2 separate regions of the Zea mays genome follow, and region 1 is linked to region 2. A link is a contact called in public Hi-C data. All regions are on one chromosome and are shown on one strand. Each heading gives the region's core, a stretch centred on a gene start, on an enhancer-like site or on the middle of the called end of the contact. The rest is flanking DNA. Distances are from core to core; before and after follow the strand shown.

Evidence for each region. A called contact is a pair of places that touch in the nucleus more often than the background predicts.
Region 1: a Hi-C map of ear shows a contact between it and region 2, with 1.7 times the contacts expected there. The contact joins the promoter of LOC100273915 here to the enhancer-like site in region 2. A contact is called at or near these places in 2 of 25 Hi-C or Micro-C datasets (ear and tassel).

Annotation. Positions count from the first base shown.
Region 1 is chr1:248,714,299-248,719,299 of Zm-B73-REFERENCE-NAM-5.0, reverse strand. LOC100273915 reads left to right here and starts at 3,393. Exons shown (of 6, transcript NM_001196768.1): 1 at 3,393-3,839. The coding sequence starts at 3,794.
Region 2 is chr1:248,454,806-248,459,381 of Zm-B73-REFERENCE-NAM-5.0, reverse strand. No RefSeq gene overlaps it. Among protein-coding and RNA genes, the nearest start is that of LOC100275567, 65 kb to the right of the region's middle. Within about 2 kb of position 1,976, at least 17 of the 20 cell types and tissues checked have an H3K27ac peak or open chromatin away from gene starts, as enhancers often do. A contact at or near this core is called in ear and tassel, where this site is marked.

The DNA.
Region 1 (5,001 bases), core at 2,144-4,643, 260 kb before region 2:
AGAGTAGAGTAGAACTTTTGATTTGTCAAAATAACTCTTACTATCAAAATTTGGTCTCTTGTGGGGAGAATGTTTGAGTATGGGAAAAAGGGGGAGTTTTTGGCTCTTAATCATTCTTACTCTTGGATTATCTCTTTTTGTGTCTAAACATGTGTGTTTAACTTAGAGATAGGAAAATGAATTTGATTTGCAAAAACAAACCAAGTGGTGGCGAAGAACGATCCAAATATGTCAAATCGTGTCAAAAACTATTTCTGTTCTCAATTGCATTGATGTTGCACTTCAATTTGTTGCTTTTTGATGTGTTGGCATAAATCACCAAAAAGGGGGAGATTGAAAGGGAAATGTGCCCTTAGGCCATTTCTAGTATATTTTGGTGATTAAGTGCCCAACACATATTGAGTGAGTAATTATATGCCAAATGATGGATGAAGTGCAAATCAACAAGAAGGTATGGTTCTAGACTTAGTACATTGGTTTTTATGTACTAATATATTTGTCTAAGTGCTAGAATCAGGAAAAGAAAAGGATTGGAAAAGAGTTGGCTGTGTACAGCCAACTGCTACTCAGTCTGGGTGCACCAGACTGTCCGGTGGTGCACCGGATAGTGTCCGGTGCACCAGGCCAGCTCCGGCGAACTGGCCACTCTCGGGAAATCTTCAGCGGCGTACGACTATTCACCGGACTGTCCGGTGGTGCACCGGACTGTCCGGTGAGCCAACGTCCTCCAGCGCAATGGTCGGTCGCGCAATCCGCGCATGACGCGTGGCCCCAGCCAACGGTCGGCTGGGGGCACCGGACTATCCGGTGTGCATCGGACAGTGTCCGGTGCACCAACCAGCCCGAAGATCCAACGGTCGGCTGTGCCAGGAATGGAAGGAGATCCGCACCGGACATGCTATAGTGACTGTCCGGTGGTGCACCGGACTATCCGGTGGTGCACCGGACTGTCCGTTGTGCCACCCGACAAAAGGCAAGAATTGCCTTCCTTGTTGGGTTCCAACGGCTCCTAGCAGACTTGGGGCTATAAAAGAGACCCCTAGGCGCATGGAGGAGTCACCCAAGCATACTTTGAGCATTCTAAATCTTCCACACTCCGTCTCCGCGCACTTGATTGAGTTTCTTAGTGATTTGAGCTCCGTTCTAGTGGTGAACTTGTTGCGATTCATTCGAGCTCAAGTCTTGGCTGTGTGTGTGCGTATTGCTGCGGATTTGTGTGTGTTGCTTCCCTCCCTTACTCTAGTGCTTTCACTTTGATCTTTGTTGTGAGGGCGAGAGACTCCAAGTTGTGGAGATTCCTCGCAAACAGGAAAGAGTTAAAGAAAGAAAAACACCGTGGTATTCAAGTCGATCATTGGATCACTTGAAAGGGGTTGAGTGCAACCCTCGTCCATTGGGATGTCACAACGTGGAGTAGGCAAGTGTTATACTTGGCCGAACCACGAGATAAATCATCGTGTCTCTTGTGCTTGTTTTTGACCATTGTGTTTCACAAGAGCTCGGTCCTTAGCCACTTAATTCCATTGTGCTAACACTTAACCAAGTTTTGTGGCTATAAGTTTAAGTTTTTACAGGATCACCTATTCACCTCCCTCTAGGTGCTCTCATCCCTCCACTAATCACCGACGACTTCGTACCACCAGCAACAACAATGTTAGCATCATCAGCACCATCATCTCCCTCTACATTCAAAAGGTACATACTACTTATTCTAATGTTGTTGCTAATGATATTTAAACAACTACTATGTGAGTAATCCTCATACTACTATTTATGTTTATGATGTTTAATTTAACTAGAATATGAGCAATGATCCTTCTAGTACATGTGATTGTCATGGTTTATATTCTGTTTTACTTTAAAAATAGCCTACTTTTATGATTATTAATAATCACTCGAGCTTCATAGAGTGGCCACAATAGTTGAGGTGATTGGCTTTATGATGGTTGGTGTCAAGGCTAGGTAGTAGGATAACACATGCAACACAATTGGCCATGGGAGTCGAGTACTGCAATTTGTCATGGTGCCATAGTGACTTATGGGAGCCGCTAAATTAAAGATGAATAAAAGTGGATAGAGTAGGGAACTGGATCTCATAGTGAATGAGCAAGATGTGTATAAGACAAGGTATCATAGATAAAAAAAACTTTATTTTGGAAATACTTCTTGTGGGGTGTTCGTTAGTCCTGGCGCTCTTTACCATGCCTACGGATTGGACCAACAAACATGCTCCCCAACTAGATGCTAAAAATAATTGGTCATAACAGTCATCACACTCTCCATCTGCCCATTATAGTCTTCCCTAGCGTGGGGGTCGCTTACCATAGGCACGTACCCACCCAACTGTCGTGCCCTTCTTCAACATCTGCCAGCCATCACACCTGTCCATCTTCTTTGTCATCGCCGTGCAGCGCCCCCACCTCTCTGTCTATGCAGCATCACCTAGCTCCACATCTGTGCCATGACTAGGCACCATCGCGACCATGTCGCCTTAGCGTTCTCCATGACATCTGGGCTCCTGCTGGCCATCCCACCTATTCTTCTTGTCGTTCGCCGCACCGCCCCACCTTGCCATCTGTGTGTAGCCACCCAACTCTATGTTTCTAGCAAGGTCCATGTCACGAGCAACTCTATAACAACCACACGCCACCGAAACACCATTCACTCAAGCAACAAGGAGATATTGTTAAAAGCACATATTGCAAATGTATGTTTCATGTGTTTTAGATGTATGTTGCAAGTGTCTCATATGAATGTTGTAAAAGTATATCTAGATGGTGCATATATTTGTAATGAATATAAATATATTTTAAAATATATGTTCTAAATGTTTCATTTGTATTAGACATGTGTTGCAAGTGTTTTATCTGAGTATTGCAAAATTATATGCGAATGTTGTATTTATTGTAACGTTATACATGTATGTTGCAAGTATATGTTCTAAATATTTTGTGACGTTTTTTGGCAAAAGAGAGAGAAACAAAAAAAAACAGCAGCAAGTTGAAGACCTATATGGACTGTGAGGCGACCCATCTCAATTTGGTGAGCGAAAGTATAAGAAATCGAGTGCTCATGGGCATGAAATATCCAAGTCTTTTTAAGTGTTTACTAAAAGCAAGACCATAGAAATATCAGACATTATTGCGTCTTTAAAATATCTATACCTAATACTACTACATCAGAGCCCGCGCAAATAATAATATTGTACACATTAAAACAAATTCGTTACATCACGTTGACACTGACAAAGTGAGCAACACAAGAACTACCCCATCATTTCTTCAACAGAGACCATATCACATTAGCCACTAGAAAACCGCAAAACCTTTGCCTACTCAACGCTCATGGCCATTTCTTTACTCCACCCTAGTAGCAGCCCACCGGAGACCAGACAGCGAGGCTCTCCTCGCGCCTTCCGCGTTTCCGTTCCGCTCCAAAACCTGGTGGCCTTGGGCTGGCCGCGCCCGCGACATATGCCTCCTACTGGCGAACCCCATCCACACGACACGACACTGCTCAGCCGCCGGCCTGGGTTGACTTGACTCAGGCGGGGACACGCACACGTTCGTTCTTACGTGCTTCCGCCGGCGCGGGTTGGCGTGGCAGTCGGGCTCGGCCCTCAGATCCTCCAAAGATTGGATTTTGGAGGAGTGCGCTGTTGTGTTGGTGGCGGAGCTTCCTGGCGTTGACTCCGACCTTGCTGTTCCTAGCAGCTCCCACCCAAGAGGCATCGCGGCGACCGGATCGGTCGATGTGTCGCCGGTAGATTGGCCGGCGTCAGCGGAGGGTGGAGATGGGGAACTGCATGGACAAAGCGGTGCCGGTGGACAACACCTCCTGTGAGTGCATGAGCCTCTTCTCGCTCGATTTCTAAGCAACTGCTCCTATTGCTTTGCTGCTCTGTGCTCGTCTCTTCTGATTCCTCAGGCCTTGTTCGGTTTTCATGGATTGTAGGCCTGGAACGAATCCTAGCCTTATTGTTTCTCTAATTTGTATAAATTTTGATAAGCTATAACGAATCCTGGTCCATTCCTGGTCAAACGAACGATCCTCAGTCAGATCCAGCCTAATGGCTGTCTGCTCCGAGGAGGCTGGACAGGGCGCTCCAGCGTTGATCGGTGGACCTTCCATATGCGCGCCTTTTCCTTCACCATGATTCATTATTGTGTTGCTACTGCTGCTAGCCTTTTGCTGCCTACTCTATTTTTGTGTATGCTTGTCTATGTGCCATCGCTTTCTTCTTTTCCCTATTTATTTACTGTGGAGTGTCAGTATTTCTTTCATAGAAGAGGAAATGGATATTTTCGTTTTGTAAATTGAAGGAGTTATCATTTTCCATTTTCCAGTTCGGAATTGATTACCCACTTATAGGCAGAGAGTGTCAAATTGGTATTATGATACGCCCAGCCATAATGTTGTTTGAATCATAGAATTTGGTCCCAACTCATGGAGTGGCCTTGGCAGCAAGTGTCTCGTTACATTATCTAAAAAAGAGCAGCACCCTTGCTTTATCTTGATGGATTGGAAGGTGGAACTTACCAGTAATGCCCATCGTGTATTGCTACTTGCCGATTTTGTAGATTGTAGTTCTATTAGCGTTGCCACTTCGTCTTCACATTTGTCTCTTTTTTTTCCAGAAGTGTAGGAACTTGGCTGTTAATTAATCTGTAATTTGGTTCTTCCTGTGATACAATAAGTGTCCTTTGGGAGGCAGTGTCTGGTTAGATTAGTTAATAAGCTCAGCCCCAGAGCTCCAATCTTTTGGAATTATCATGGTTTTTCTGAGACAACAGGAACTTTATTCCCTGAACGTTTACGTGTTTGCACAGTTAGAGTGTTTCACTTTGGCTGGTCGATGTTAGGAGTATAGTTATAGCTGTTGCATCTTGCTGATTTTCTAATTTATACTGTACGTCTGTTACCATGACCAGACTTATGTCTTGAACCACATTATCAGCAAAAGTGAAGGATTTCGATCATTAATTAAACTAGCCACAAGCA
Region 2 (4,576 bases), core at 727-3,226:
CATACATGTAACCAATGTCGTTGTTAATGTCTTCTTTTTTTAGAATCCAAACCCGTTACACGACTTCGTCAACGAGTTTTTCGCTTCTGGAGGTAGTGGACACAACTCCAATGACCCCGATATGTGATGGAGTTAGCTTTGTGCCGCATTGTGCGTTGTAATGGACTATTTGTGGACTTTATGTTTGTATGGACTATTCGTGGACTTTATGTTTGTATGGACTCAAATTTTATGTTGTGGACTCAAGTATGAATTTTCTGTTATTGTATGAATTTTCTATTATTGTATGAATTTTCTGTTATTTTTAGCATTTTTTTAAATTTTTTTGCTCTGAAATTGTTAATTTTCGGCGGCCTCCCTGGCTGCCGAAAATAATAAATACTATTTTCGGCACTTGTTATTTTCGGCGGCCGTCAGAGGGACCCTAAAGGGCCGCCGAAAATAAGCTGCTTTCGGCGGCTAGACCTTGGCCGCCGAAAATATGGCCTTATTTTTGGCTATTTTTTTTTCTGGCGGTCAGGAACCACCAAAAATAAGCCTAAAGCAGCCGAAAATAGCTTATTTTCGGCGGCAAAGGCCTTATTTTCAGTGGCTTCTGTCCGCCGAAAATGACTGTAGCTCTTGTAGTGCCACATGTTAGTGTTCTGTTGAAAGGGAAATGTGCCCTTGGGCAATTTCTATTATATTTTGGTGATTAAGTGCCCAACACATTTAAATAAGTTCTTATATGCTAAATGAAGAGAGAAGTGCAAATCGAAGAGAAGGTATGTTTCTAGACTTAGTACATAGTTTTAAGTACTAATATGTTTTATCTAAGTGCTAGAAACAGTGAGAAGAAAAGAATTGCAAATGACTTGGCTTGGTGCAGCCGAAGTCCTGCTCGGTCTGGCACACCGAACTGTCCGGTGGTGCACCAGACAGTGTCCGGTGAACATGCCACTCTTGGGAAAAATCGGCGGCGTATGGCTATAATTCACCGGACTGTCCGGTGGTGCACCGGACTGTCCGGTGAGCCAACGGTCGCCAGCGCAACGGTCGGCCGCGCAATCCACGGGCGACGTGTGGCCCACGCCAACGGTCGGTAGGGGGCACCGGACTGTCCGGTGTGCGCCATCTGGCCCGGAGATGCAACGGTCGTATGCGCTAGAATAGGAAGGAGATCGACACCGGACCGTCTACAGTGACTGTCCGGTGGCGCACCGGACTGTCCGGTGCACCACCCGACAGAAGGCAAGGATATCCTTCCTTGTTGGCCTCCAACGGCTCCTAGCTGCCTTAGGGCTATAAAAGGGACCCCTAGGCGCATGGAGGAGTCACCCAAGCTTACGAGAAACATTCTAAGACTCCAAGACTCCAACTTCGCGCATTTGATTCCTTGATATAGTGACTTGAGCTCCATTTGAGTTGTGAACTCCGAGAGTTGTGTTTTGAGCTCAAGTTGTGACTTGTGTGCGTGATTGTGCTGTGATTTGAGTCTTGTGTGTGTTGCTCTCCCCTCCCTTACTTTTGTGCTTCTTTTGTGATCATTATTGTAAGGGCGAGAGGCTCCAGGTTGTGGAGATTCCTCGCAAACGGGAGAAAAGACTAAGGAAGAAAGCCATGGTATTAAAGTTGATCATTGGATCACTTGAAAGGGGTTGAGTGCAACCCTCGTCCATTAGGACGCCACAACGTGGAAGTAGGCAAGTGTTACTTGGCTGAACCACAGGATAAAAATTGCGTGTCTCTTGTGTGCTTTCTCTTTGATTGTCTGTGTTCACAAGAGCTCGTTTCAAGCCACTTAGCCGTTCTAACTTTAATAACTAAGTTTTGTGGCTATTTGAGTTGAATTTTATTGGATCACCTATTCACCCCCTCTAGGTGCTCTCATCTGTGTGTGTTGGGTGGGTATTGAGGATGTCGCTAGGACCCCATAGGTCTGTCGATGTGTGAAGACAAGTGGTGTACGAGCGTGGCTGGAAGACTGGCTAGTGGGGCCCACATATCGGCGCGTGTCCTAGGTTGAGATGTGCGGACGAGCAAGGCTGGCATGGTGTGGGCTGGCTGGAGATGGGCTTCGCGGGTGCGGGGATCTAGGCCGGAAGGTGGAGAAGCTGGCCCAGGAAGGTAAGAGCTCCTTTTTATTTTCTATTTCTTATTTCTTTTCTAATTTCTATTCTTTCTGATTATGATAAAACTTGAATTACAAATTCAACATAATGCACACTCAAAATCTATCATGATGCAATATATATAGCATCACTTTTTCCTTTTTTGTACATGATGAAGTAACTTCGTGTGCATTTTTTGGGTGCGATGGTATTCATTAGTGGTTCGAAATCTTCGGTAATAATTGAACTTTCGCCAGTAATAATCGAGTATTTCTTCAGTAATAAACACACGATTTTCAGTTAAAAAAACAAGCTTTACCTTTTCTCTATAGTACTCAGGAAAAACTATCGGTAATAAACACACGTTTCTTGAGTAACAAGCCATACGTTCTTGCGGTAATAAACGTGTGATTTTGCAGTAAAAAACAAACTTGATGTTTTCTCTGTAGTGCCCTAAAAACTGTCGGTAATAAACGCACGTTTCTTGATTAAAAAACCGAATGTTCTTTTTGTAATAATTGATCGTTTCTTTGTAGTACCGAAAAAACCGTTAGTAATATCCAAACATTGCTTCAATAATAACCGAACATTTCGTAAATAATAATCCGAACAATTTCCCTTCTGTTTGGTAGTATAAATAAGTTCACAAAACCCACGCAAGGGAGAGAAATGTATGTGTTTTTTACATCCCATCACATTAGGAAGTTGTACTACATATGACACAAATAATATTGTTTTTAACGATTTAGGGCTGAGCTAGGCACGTCTTGAAATGGGAAGAGCGACGGAGGATCATACTTCTCTAGGGTAATAGGGAAATGCCTTTTTTGCTTTGTTCATGAAATGAAACAACATGGAGTAGAGGATACGTGCCCTGAGCAAGATGTTGTTGTACTTTTTCCTGCGAAAAAATAACATACAACATAACAATGGTTTGTCAAATCTAAAAATATTACTGAATGATATATATGTATCCAGTACAATATCTAGTTGTTACTTAGCAATATGTAGTTATTACTGTTCAATCTATAGTTAGTACTAACCAATCTATAGTTAGTATTGAACAATATGCATGTAGTTGGTACTGAAGTTCTAAAAATACTACTTACTAACATCAAGTTTATTAATGATCAACCATATATAACTGTACATCATGAAGTTATTATTGATTAGTATAAATTTATTATTGTACAACTATATCACTTACTGACCTTGGTTTGTTTGACTTACATCGTTGATCATAGTTTCAAAGTCCCGATCTGCTCTGTTGTAGAACTCCATGAATAACATGACAAAAAAGGCACAGTCCGATGACTCTCTTTGGTAAGGTGTTACAATAAAACGCATCCCCCACTGTGCTATGTCAGGGAACTTCACGTCTATGTACAGTCTATAGATCAGATAACCTTTGTTGAGCATTTAAGCAAAATCTAGCGTGGATAGATCTTTGTCTGACTCCTCTCATTTCTGAGGATCTAGAATGTCGATTTGCTTATGAACCATGTTGATGCAATATACCACCCAGTGTGCCCGATACACAATGGGGACAAACACCTAAAATGATTAAAAAAGGAAAAAAACGAAATAATAAAAGTAAACCACGTTTGCACATTAACAAGATAGAAAAGAAATATACGGTAAATCAAAACACCAATGATCGCACACACAACAAATCTCGCATCAAAAAAATATAAATCGAAGTAAACTAAAACTCACATATCGTAATTGTTCCTCTGTAGCCTTTGCGGCCGCTCTAGGGACCGCACTTGACGAAGCAGACCTTGGGTCCCTACCACTATCAACAACCGAGCAAAATCTCGCCCATGGATCCACCACAACATCGACAACCGCCTTGGTGGGCTCACTGCGTGGTTTGGCCACAAGGTTCATCCCCTCGTCTGCACAAACAAAAAAAAAAAAACCAGTGGAGCGCGAAGTCAAAGGCAAAGCATGCAAAAAATAATGTGCACGAGTATGAAGCAAAAAAATTACCAGCACCAGCCAGTCCAAGCGTCAGGGGCTCGTCGCTAAGCAAGCTCTCTGTGAAGTAGACATAAATCGACACAGCGTTCGCCCCGCGGGAGATGCCACCCCGATTTCGACATCCTATAGCGCATGTTTTGCCACCCCTCCTTCAGCAGGCACCGGTGTGGGTAGAGGCTACCGCACTTCAGCCCTGGCCGTCTCTGCCTTAGTGGCCTCTGCCATGCCGCCCTTTGACCCCACCGCCTTCATGGCCTGGGTCTTCGTTGACCTTCACTGGTCCACGATGCGAATAACTTCTTTTTGCTTCTTGGATTTTGAGCTCAGGTCCTAATCCATGAGCACTTACAAAATATCTCCAATGTTACAACCATAGGGAAAAATATTGAGAGATTTAGCTAACCTATTCAGTTTGAAGTCCTCGCCAGCAGCATCAGGAATATATATTCCCCCAGGTAACTGTGGCCGACCTCGCATGAGCTGCCATTAGAGACTTAGGTGAA